2 separate regions of the Rattus norvegicus genome follow, and region 1 is linked to region 2. The links are chromatin contacts, called in public Hi-C maps. All regions are on one chromosome and are shown on one strand. The core of a region is the stretch at or near the end of the contact, and the rest is flanking DNA. Distances in the headings are between cores, read along the strand shown. Region 1 overlaps Gnaq (G protein subunit alpha q). Region 2 holds the start of Gnaq (G protein subunit alpha q).

Region 1 (5,803 bases), core at 2,032-4,531, 130 kb before region 2:
AGTGAGCGTGTGCGCTATTACAGCCATATTCTCTACCTGATGTCCACTCCCTCTTAATCACAAAATCGAACCTTAAAAGGTCAAAATTCTCCATACAGAGTAACTGAGGGGGAAAAATCAATTAAAATAGAGTTTTTTCACAATATATTAAATGTAATAAATCCTTTCAGCTAGATTAACTTTTTTACATGGGAGCCAAAGAGGTCATACTTGGAAGCAGATGAGATGGCCGGTGATCAAAACTAGCATTCCAAACAATGGAATGCAAGTTCCATGACAAGTAGGTAGCTGCAATCGCTCAGCACCATTTCCAGAGCTCTCAGGCTTCTAGGACTTGTTGCACTAGCCGGCTCTCTAAAGAATGGGTCATAGCCTATGCTCTTGTACAAGTATTTTATATTCCTTGCTGCATACTGCAGAGACTGACAGTGTGGTGCTTACTACTGGGTTCTCATGAACTTCACAGTGGTTTCAGAAAGAGCCTTGTTAGCATCCTACATGGTGGGAAGAGCAGGGAAAGCCAATCAGTTCTTTTTTACTGGACACTGAACACTGGGGTAGAACTGTCAGCTGGCAGGTTAACATATTCACACTTATGTGACTGCTGCATAACTTCCAAATTAGGGGATTGGCCAAGTAAGAAAAAAGATAAATGAGTAATCTATGTTTGCCTTTTCCCAAACTATCATTTTAGAAGGTGTGAGAAAATTATATAATACTTTAATAATTTTCACATAAAAACTATTAGGATCCTGTTCTACACTTAAAACCCAACGTAGTAAGAATATGATTGGTTACTCTAATCTCTTATTGGCCTTAGTTATTAGAAATAACCCACTTTTACTGACAGGAAGGTAAAAAAAAATGAGCTTAATTAAATCTCACAACAAACAACATAGCATCAGTCGGGTGTGGTGGTAATTCTTATAATCCCAGTTCTTAGAAGTCAGAAGCAGGTGGATCACCACAAATCTGAGTCTAGCTTGGTCTAAATAGTGAGTTCTGGACTTGCCAGAGCTCAATAGGGAAACTGCCAACAAGAAACAAAAAGGCACAAGCCCATCTGCGATGCCCATTTTCCTTTGTTACTAGAATTATTCACTGCCCAAAAGTCCAGAGTCTGCCATCTGAAGTATATACCCAATGCATTTTTAGTCTACTCTCTGCCAAAGCTTAATTTCCGACACTCCTTCCAACAGACCTCTATGTCCTGTCTCTGTCCAGCAGCCTGTGTACCCATGGGGACAGAGGCTGATACTGATTCTGCAGCTTGCTTCAGCACTCTTTTAGAAATGCTGTATTTTAAAACTGGGCTGGTGACTTAACTTAGCAGGTAACAGCGCTCGCTATCAACTCTGACTCCAAAGCTGTCCTCTGACCCCCACCTGAATGCTGTAGCACCACCCCCACACACACCATGCACACTTCACACACATTTGTAGAGGAAAAATTGCTCAGGCCTACTAAGCTTAAAATTTGAGACAGGTATTTTAATTTTTAAGGTTGTAACAAATTTAAGATAGATTTTCATTAATGAGGAAGAAAATTAATGAGTGTGAAAACTGATGGTAAACCAAGACTATCTGGAAAGTCCTGGGAAGATGATAGCTTCCATCATGTTTCTAAAATACACACCTTTCCTCTGCATTCAGTCATTCTGAAATTGTGCCTAGCACATGCTGGACTGTTCTTACTGGACATGTCAACAACATCTGCTCAGACCTTCTTAACCTTCTAAACAGGCAAAGTCCAGCTTCAATAAATGCTCTCCGGAAGACAGCTCAATGTCTTATACATATTTTTAGAGAGGACGAAATTATTTTTACAAATGATATTTTTACAAATGAAATTTTGTTAATTTAAAACAATGGAAAAGTATGATAGAGTGCACCTTGGTATGAAGCTGTGTTGAGTCAATAATCACACGTGAGCAGATCTGAAAGCTCTCACCTGACTGGTGCAGGCTCTACTTTGTGGCTGGTATTAGAATTCCAAGCCAGGAACACTTTCCCAGCCACCATCTGATTCTTATGATGACACTACCCTTTCCTTTAAGGACGCTAAGTTCAGTAAGTCATCCAGTGTCTAATTGTGGGTGCACATCTCACATTAACAAGTAGAAGATCAATGATAACTTCAATGAAAGGAGAGAGGAAATTATCTCACAACTGAGGATGATTTGAAATGCACTCATCACATAAGCCTTGGACAGCAACACTGAGGCCCTGAGAGAAACCTGAAGAAAAGACCCCACAGTCTGAGAACCCTGTCACCTGTTCTAGGTGATGCCACAGCAGCTCAAACCAGGCAGGTACCAAGCTCCTGAATCACCTGAGCCTGTCCTCCACTCAGGTGAGAAGTCAGACTAACCCTCGTGCACCTGTGGATGATTTCTAGCGTCTCTTTGACCTACTGGATTTGTCTTCTCACATACAGTTGAGTTCCATTAATAAGATTAAACATGGGCCTAGCGTTTATCAAAGCATTCTGCTCCTACTGGGACCAAGTCACTGTGTTCATTTACTCTCAAGTGTAAGGATATGCAGGGTACACTGTGCACTTCTCATTGCAGGAAAATGATATATTTTCTAGGACTTAGCCCCGCACCACAGACTTAAAGACTGTGTTAGAAAAGGTAAATAAAGTGAAAAACGGGGCTAAACACAGTGTAGGTTTGCACTTGCAAACACAGTCCTGAACTAGGGTATACCTCTGCTTCAGGGCCCTTCCTCCAGTACATCTTGCCTGGCCTGTCATAGGGGGCATCTTGCTTTGCTATCTTCTTTTGGAAGTTTTGGCCCAAACATTAGCATGTCAGAGAGACCAAAATATTCTCTCTTATATCTAAAATATCCCATTTCTTTTATACTTCTATGAGGTTCCCCAAACACGTATCTTTTTCTAAGACACTATGTAAATTACTGTTATTACTGAGCCTTCCCTTCGTCTGTCATACACACCTACCCAGAGGTACATACAGTGAACAGGGCTGCTCTCCTTCTTGTTCACCAACATGTAGTGGGGGCTCAAAGGCTCCTGGGTGAATACAGGAACAGCATCTGTGTAACTAATATTTTTGTTTAAACTCCTGGCTGACCCTCTTGGTCACAGCCTGGGTATTGCCTAATTATTGCTTTCACTGAGTTTCTGGACAGTAATCAAAGGTGTAGAGCAGACTCATGCTGTCAAAACTGCTGCTGACTGGATCCGTAACCTAGAATTCTCTGAGGAGGTACTGTGGGTTCACTGTCGTGTTTTTACACTTCATACCACACATTTTTAAAAGATCCTGGTGAGCTGTGAGTCAGTTTGAGTTTCTTTTAGAGAAAAGAAACTTGAGTTTCTTATAGTGTAGAAGAGAGCTGCTGTTGAAATCATCCGGCTTGAACTGACCCAGAAACCCAGAGGAAGAGCCTATGCTAGAGACAGCACATGACACTCCTAAGGAACTTTATCAAAGTATGGAAAGCCAGCATTCAAGCAAGGACACGGGGTTTTCAAGCATGTCACGGAAGCACTGCTTACACTGCTGGCACCAGAAGCCATCCAATGCCAAAAGGCTAGGCTGCCTAGACAGGCTGCCAGACCACAGTGAGGCCCACAGAGCTTAGGATGCAGCCAGATGGCATGACAAGGTGTTCCACACCGACGTTCATGAAAATGATGTGCTGAGACTCAACTCAGAGTGAGACAGAGACAGAGCAAGTGTGGTACTTCACTGGGAGGAGCCTATCAGTGGGTGAGGCTTGGTGGAAATTTTCCTCCCTTTTTTGCCTGTCTGTTTTTTAAAATGAACTCTGATAATACAAAAAGAAGCAACTTTTAAAGTGCCTTTGCATATGAGATGCCAGGAATATGATACAGGCTCAGAGTGAAATTACCCAAAGAATTAATTTATTAACAACTTCCACACCAGTAAGTCCACTACTGTTCTTAGCCTGTGTGGTGAGTACCTGAATAAAAACAAACAGACCAATCAGTTCTTGAACTAAGGAGGCAAACATTTCAGTTCACACCATACAAACCCAAAAACCTATTTTACAAGAGAACAGAAGTGATAAGTAAAATGGTTTATTTTTAAAGTACCTAGAAAAACAAAGTACTCAGAATATAAGGATGGAGACATCTTTCCTATCAGAATTCTGTTACTATCCCCATTTATCTCCTACTATAAATCACATAGTCTTAAACCTATTATTGCCATGATTAGACCCCTAGCTAGACCAGCCTCTGCCGCTGGTCCAGAAACATCATGGTATGATCAGGAGTCTCAGGGTAAATTTCAGCCACACTCCAAAGACGCAGGCATTCATTTCCTGGGCACCCTCACTGCCTGATACAAAGAAACAAAGGGTTGGGCAGAGTGCTTTGTAGGCAGCAGAAGACTGACTGCCTCTCAGATTCTTGCACACAGGCTTTTTTTCAAGAGGTGGATCTTGGAATAAATATCCTGTCCCAAACTCCCTGAACTCAGGTAATTCTCCTGATGTAGCCTTCTGAGTAGCTAGAACTACTACACCACTCCCAGTTGGGATTTGGGTTTTAATATTTCTGTTTCTACATGGAGTCACTGGATAACTTATGGACCACAAAAAGAACAGTTTGCTAAAATACTAACTTTGCTTCCTCCATTAACTCTTACCCCAACCTGCCCAGCTTGTTTTCCACCTGCCCCCCTACAAAATGATTACATCAAAATAGCTACGGAAGTGATCGGCAAAATAAACAGACATCATGGTTCTGAGCAATAAGGTTACACTTAGGCTCAAAGATCACAGGTTCAAAGTATAAGCTGAACAGTACCTGAATGATAATCTTTGAAAATTATGAAGTTCTCTGAAACTGTCAGAAGTTCTTAGATTCTCTTCTAGTTCTCTGTGAATGCTGTGAGTTCTTAGATTTTCCTCAACATGTTGGTGTTGACCAAAGAGTACAAAGGTCTCCAACCTAACAATGTGCTCTCAGCAGATGTGAACTGGTTTACAGACACCACTTTTGGATAGGTGGCTGCTCTAGGTGGGCTGCCAGTGGAGTCAGGGAACCAAAGAGCATCATCAGATGGCATCTCTATAGCTTAAGAAACACTCTCTAGGCTGTAATTGGGAGAATAGACATTCATTCTGCTAACTTGTGTAGGTGACTCCTCTAGCACTTGGTTCTGGCAAGTCCTGTGGGGTGTGAAGCCTTCTTCACATCCAATCTGCCTTAGAGCTAGCTGCCTGTGGGCTGCTCTGTGCCAGCTACTCTCCTCAGTCAGCTGGCCATTGTGCCCAACTTCTCTATTCTGCTATTCTGAGAAAGAAGAAGGACGAGTGTTTAGGAAGCTCTGGGGAGGTGGCTTTACTTCAAGTGGGGAACTAGAATGAGAGAAAATACCAATTGGTGTTGTCCTTGAGTAAGTCATTAAGCTTTCTTCCTGGATGCAAAGAGCAGAGCTGCCAGCAGAAAGTGTTCCCCACATTGTCTCCCTAACCTGAGGCCGCAATTCTAGCCTAGAGCTATAGCCATCCATGCAGGATACTCTAGAATCACATCCTTTCCCAAGGAGAATGAGCTGTTGTTGAGATTCTGATTTCTCTGCCCCTCACCCCAAGCAGCAATTTCTGTCAGACCATTCTCATATGCTAGGAAAGTCATGACTTCAAGGGCACTGAAGTTAAAAAATAGGTCGGAAACCCCTAGCAGAGGTTCTGGCTCAGGAAGATTGCTTTTGAAGAGGAAAGCCGCTCAGCTGTAACTGGTACTGAAATTCAGTTCTTAAAGAATGACTAGGAAGACCCCTCAGAATTAAAGCCAGAAATGC
Region 2 (6,096 bases), core at 2,305-4,804:
GTACATATGTTTTTTTCCAAGATCATAAAATCAATTATCAGCAAATATTAAGACCACTTTTCCAGATTTGTCCTAGAAGCTGGAATGTAGATGGGAACAAAGGAACAAATCTTACCCTGCATAATAAGGTTGCAGAGCGGGACACAGAAAAAGGCTGAAACGTCTTATCTCATTCCTTTCAAAAACCAAACACATATATTCTTCCATTTAAGACTGACCTAAACTCTTCTGTTTTCAATAGGAAGAATCTATCAATAAAAAGGGATCGCTAATCTGATGACTAAGGTCTACAGAGTAAATATTTCAAACACCTGTAAGAAGAACAACAGGGAGAGAAGTGATGTCTTTAAGAAACTGACTAAAGCTTTCCAGTGAGAATCTATAAACTAAAGCAGACACTCAGAGCCATTTGCTCCTCAGAGACTTAAAGACAAATCAGCAATTAAGTGCTGTGATCTGTGTGCCACCAACAAAAATATCTAATGAATAGTCATGATAGTTCAACTTTAAAGGCAAGATAATATACTTTTACACCTAGTAAGTGTTAAGTATCAAATACCTTCTACTGTATCCTATATAGAATTTAAAGCTTTCCTTGAGGTGTCAAAGGAAACAAATGCTAATGTGAAGGATCTAAAGAGAATAAGACAGAAGTTACTAAGTTAAAATGAAACTCTTTACTGTGATAAAATGTCAGAGATCATTCTTCAAGTAGAACGAGATCAAAATGTGTAAGCTCTGTAGAATAAATGAGGCACATACTAGCGTAAGTACTGGATAATGACTCAAAAGAGCCTTACTGGCACACTTGATTATCTCGTCAGATAACCGGTTTTGTGATACCACCATATTTTAATAAGTAAATAATACATTGCTCCCTTGCAGGACAGTTTCCTTGAGTGTCAACCTTGAGTTAAAACTTATTTGAAAACAATTTTACACAGAACTTCAACATGAAGCATGATCCCTCCATGTACAGAAGCCTTCAAAGGTACTAATAATGTGATGAAATACATTCTGTAATCTCCTCTGGATAGATGTTGGTAAAATGAACGAAAGAACTAGGAAATGAAGACTACTCCCAAGGCAGCAGACCAGGAAGGAGCCCCTCCCCCAAGCACTCCCTTGTTCAACACTCATTTCCCTGCTAATCTCACACTCATACACACAGAGACGTTTACACTTAATGTCTATCATGATTACACAAATAATGTGGGTACTGCGTTTGGAAGAAGCCTATCCACACTGAGAACAGCCGTGATTGTTAATGATGCCCAGGGCTCCCACTTCTGACAGAGAACTGTATGGGTTTTTTAAAAAATGTTGTTCATAAATGCAGGTGCTGAATCAACAGCAAATTTTCTACCACCTCCACCAGTCTGTCTCTGATGGGTGAGGTGGGGCCATGTTTAAAGCCTGCTTCAATCTATAATCAGTGAGGGAGGGCCGCCACACACTTACACTGACCACATTTTTAGCAGTAGGACTGGAGGGATTTCCCCTCAGGAAATCATTCCCATGTTCATTTTTTTTAAAGCATAGCATATTATTAAAATAAACAGCATGTAATTAAGTATCTCTATAAGTGTATCCCCCTCTCAGGCATTTAAACCTAGGCCCTCTGACAAACCTAACTCATGGCTGCCTGGAAACCTCGAGCTGTCAAATTTCAGGCAAATAAGTTTGGTTAACTAGACCTCAAATGCCCTGTTCTTAGCTAAACACAAACATATGAAGATTGTAAACAAAGGAAAATTAAAAGCCAGGTCTAAGAGAAAAATCTCTAAAACACATGTTTTCCCTCTTAATTGTATACTGGAACACCGTATATTTATTCCACTTGCCCTTGCTTTTCCCTTCTCAATTTAAAAAAAAAAAAAGAAAGAAAGAAAGAAAGAAAAAGATAAGGCATTCCATTTTCAGCCATGAGAAGAAACAGAAATGATGAGGGTGGTAGACTTACCCAATTTCCCCACTCCCCTTGCCTTATTCCCCTAAAACCCACCTTTTTATTCAGCTCCTTGCCTTCTGTACTGTATGAACACTTTATATGTGCACATTTACCTAACTGGATTTCAATAAAAAAAAAACCTACGCTGGGGAAGGAAATAGCATTGGTAGCCATTTGTGATTGTGATATTTTGCTCCTGACTATAAGTGATCCAGTACATAAGCAGTTCGGTCCCCAAGGTAATGGGTTCCTGGAGCCAGCAGATGGACTGCTCCAGATAGAAAAGAAAGAGGGGAGGGGGGACTTCTCAAATCCCAACCAACGAAGCAATATCCTCTTCTTACAGAAATGTTTGAGAAGCGTTATTTTTACTCATACAAATAAACACAAGTGCAGACATTTTTCAGGCCTGTTCCTGCAAAGCAGTTCATGCTTCCTACCACAGTAGCAATAGTTATGTCATGCTAGCTTGTACATGAACCCTGATCGCTTGATTCCAAACATCCTCTCAGAGATAATAATCAATATAATTCCTATTTGAAAATAGCATTTTCTTCTTAATTTCGTGTTAAAGCAGAATGTTGGATTGTCATTTAGAAAAAAAAAAAAAAAGAGATCTGAGGGAAATTTTCTCGAACTCTTCCCGTTTTTCTTGGAGCCCAGATGGCAAGATACTAAAATGTCCGTTTTAAACAAAAGGTTTCTGTTTGTTTCCAGGAGAGTAACTGAGAGGCTGTGCTGGTTTCCAGTAGAAACTGCTGTGAATTCAGGCATACATCTGGGTCGCCTCATTAAACAAAAGATAGCCGTCTGCTGTCAACAACCACACAGTACAACACTCCCGGATCCTTCATCTTTATCCAGAAGGAATGGTGCAGAAGAGACGCCTGTCACCATCCACTGCCCATGCAACTCTCTGGGGTCACTCCTGTCAGTGGCCTGGTGGCTACAGTGGAGCACATTTGGGCTAGTCTTCCCGCCCCGCCCCTGCCCAGTACGTTAACCCGGGTTTCTTTGGAGCGCCAGCCAAGGCTTCCTCAGCACCTTTCCTAGCTGAATCCAGACCCTAGTCTGCTCCCCGTTTCCACCCTTCCCTCTCCACCCTACAACGCGCCACAATGGACGCTGGCCTGCCACCGCACTGCACGCCATCGCCCACCCGCGCCGCTCGCGCGGACGCTCAGCCGTCCCGCAGACGCGGCGCACAGAGCACGGCCCTAGCTGACACCGAAGGCGCACACCGCAGCTCCGGAGCCCCGGCCCTCGGCCCCTGTGTGCGCGCGCGCGGGTGCGGGTGCCGACCGGGAACGCGCGCGGGGAGGGCAGCGGCGAGCCGGGGCGGGGGGCACCAGGGCCCAAGGGCCGCACTCACCCAGCAGCAGCAGCTTGAGCTCCCGGCGGGCGTCGCGCTTGTCCCTGCGCAGCTGCCGCTCGATCTCGTCGTTGATCCTCCGGGCTTCCTTGGCCTCCTCGCTCAGGCAGCACGCCATGATGGACTCCAGAGTCATTCTTCCGAAGTGCCTCGCTGCAGCCCCGCCGGCGCCCTGCTCACACGCGCGCACACACGCCCTCCGCCCTCGCTCCCCCGAGGCAGCGGCGGCCGCGGAGTCCCGCCGCCCGGGCGCGCGTCAGGGACGAGCTCAGGGAGCCGCGGTGAGGACGGCGGCCGGGCCCGTAGCCCAGGCGGGCCGGGGACGAGCGGGGCCGGGGGCCTGGGACGCGCGAGGAAAGGCCGCCGCGCCCGGCCGCGCTCACACGCCGCCTTCTTGGAGAGCGCGCGGCCCTCCAGGCGCCGCTGCCGATGCTGCCCTAAGCTGTGCGCCCAGCGGCCCGAGCTCATCCACCGAGGCGGCCCAGCAGCGAGCGACCGCCGACGGCTCCGCGCGCCCGGCGCGCCCGCTCCTCGCCGCCGCCTGACTCGGCTCCGGGCGCCCTCGGCCTGCCCGCGCCCACTCGGCTCGCGCGCAAACCGGGCAGCCGGCCGCCGCGCGCTCCCCGCCTCCGCCCCCGCCTCCGCCGGACGCCCACCCGGCCCGATTGCCAGGCGCGCCGCGGCTGCTCAGTGCTCGCCCTCCCCCTCGCCACACACACACATTTTCTCCTTTCTCTGAACTGGAGCACAGATCCGGGAGGGAGGCGGCGGCGGGAGGAGGGCGGGCGCAGGGGGCGGGCGCAGCGCAAGGGGCGGGGCCGAGGCCCCTCCTGGACAGCTCGCGCTCTCCTCGCCCCGCCCCCGACTGCCGGCCTGGCTCGCCCGCCGCTTCCCTCTGCGCGAGCCCGGGAGCAGCGGTCACGGCCGCTCAAGCGGGGCCGGCCGGCCGGCGAACACAGTCCTTTGGCTGCCGCGGGCCGCCGGGGCGTGGTCGGCGAGAATATGGCGTCCTCGGCCTGCCCTCCGGCCGCTGGCGCGGCGGGAGCCCTGATGGGTGCCCACGCGCTGCACCCCAGGCCTCTCTACAGCCCTGCTGCCCTTTCCTATTTCTAAAACGCCATTCCGGAAAAACTGCCTCAAGTGGCCTCTGACTCCAGATCTGTCTTAGAAAATGGGATACTCTTTACTAGGAAAGAGAAAGGATTGTCACCGGCTCGCTGGGGGTTACCAAGAGATCTGTGGACGGAACTGTCCTCAGTATCTCCAGATAGGAATCTGAATCCTGAAGAGAAAAACCCAAGTTTCCAAGAGCCTCCTGATCTGTTCCAACTTTTCCGGTCACTAAGGTGATTTCTGTTTCCCTACCAGCACACTATGTTAAAAAGTCTGATATTATGAGCTTGACCCTTCTACACCGTGACAGTTAAGGATGATTTCTGGGAGATCTCCAAATAGTACAGAATGAAATGAAAGAGACGGATATGGTGTGTCATAAACTCCACACTCGACAGGCTGAGGCAGGAGAATTGCTTCCTGAGCAGTATGAAACATTGTATCAAAGAAAAGGGGGAGGGGAGAGAATAAAATAGGAAAAAGTGGAGAAACTAGTACCATTGGAGCAAAATTCTACTTGGTTTTTACACTTCTAATTTGAGATGGTTTACTAATAAATAGAAAAAGTCTTGATCACTCAAGGTTATTTGGGGGGAAAAAATGTTCATTCGATTCAATGTGTCTTAAACATCAAGGGGGAGATTCATACTATTCTCCCTGCCTTTGCAGGTAGAAGTGGAGCCCTCCCCATGTTGTGCTTTCCATGAACTGCCCCTATTGATCTAGGCTGCAATGTAAGGTCATAATCATTGCTACAAATTAGGAGTGAAACAAGTCTTAGACTCCAAGGTCTCCCCTCTGCTTTGCCTTATTCTCTACTTCTTTGATGCACCGCGCGCCCGCGCGCGCGCGCACACACACACACACACACATACACACACACCCATCCTCTATGTCAGGACTCAGATGGAGTTGTGGACTTGAAGTCTGTATGTTATACTCTCCTTTTTAATAAGATGTCTTGCCAAGACAGCAAAGAAGATGAACCTCTCACCCCTTTTCTATGAATACCATCAGAGCTGGTAGGACTTGCTGTGAAAATAAATGCTTAAACACTAAAGAGTCAAAGTCAATAGGCAGAAATGTAAAATAGCTTGGGGGAGAATCACAAGTAGTATGCCCTGTGCCCCCATTTTGTGTGGTGGTGGTGATGGTGTTGGTGGTGGTGGTGGTGGTGGTGGTGGTGGTGTGTGTGTGTGTGTGTGTGTGTGTTTTCCAGTGTGTACTAGAGGGACACAACACACTGGAAAACAAAGCGATCAACATTTCATGTCTGGTTTCCTAAGGAGCCCCTGAGACAAACTGTGCCATTATGGTGTCAATAATATATTTTTGCTTAACTGACCTCTGTTTTGTCACTTGTGTCTCAACCTCAGGGACAGCCCCGGCACAGATATTTAAATTGGTTAAAAAAAAACAAAACAAAAACCACTCAGTTGGAGAATCGTTGGAAAGAAATCAGGAAGTTAGGAACAGCAGCAACACACAGGATAAAATATATAGGAACATCAAGAAGGAAACAGGAAGATGAAATTCCAAGCATGAGCCTTGGATGGATCTGGAAAACATTTGCTAAGCAAGTGCCCCTATAACCTATATCAAACAAATGGAGTCCACACAGAAACTAACAAGGGTGTTGCGTGTATTCTAGAAGAATCGA

The links. A called contact is a pair of places that touch in the nucleus more often than the background predicts.
Region 1: a Hi-C map of the A7r5 cell line shows a contact between it and region 2, with 1.9 times the contacts expected there. The contact joins the enhancer-like site here to the promoter of Gnaq in region 2. A contact is called at or near these places in 3 of 12 Hi-C or Micro-C datasets (the A7r5 cell line, Schwann cells and kidney).

The regions. Positions count from the first base shown.
Region 1 is chr1:222,977,444-222,983,246 of GRCr8, reverse strand. The region is part of intron 2 of Gnaq (G protein subunit alpha q); the gene reads right to left. LOC134485208 (a long non-coding RNA gene) reads right to left here. Exons shown (of 2, transcript XR_010063205.1): 1 at 1-5,803. Among named protein-coding and RNA genes, the nearest start is that of Gnaq, 130 kb to the right of the region's middle. Within about 2 kb of position 3,281, at least 26 of the 93 cell types and tissues checked have an H3K27ac peak or open chromatin away from gene starts, as enhancers often do. A contact at or near this core is called in the A7r5 cell line, where this site is marked.
Region 2 is chr1:222,849,911-222,856,006 of GRCr8, reverse strand. It overlaps Gnaq (G protein subunit alpha q), which reads right to left and starts at 3,554. Exons shown (of 7, transcript NM_031036.3): 1 at 3,324-3,554. The coding sequence starts at 3,459.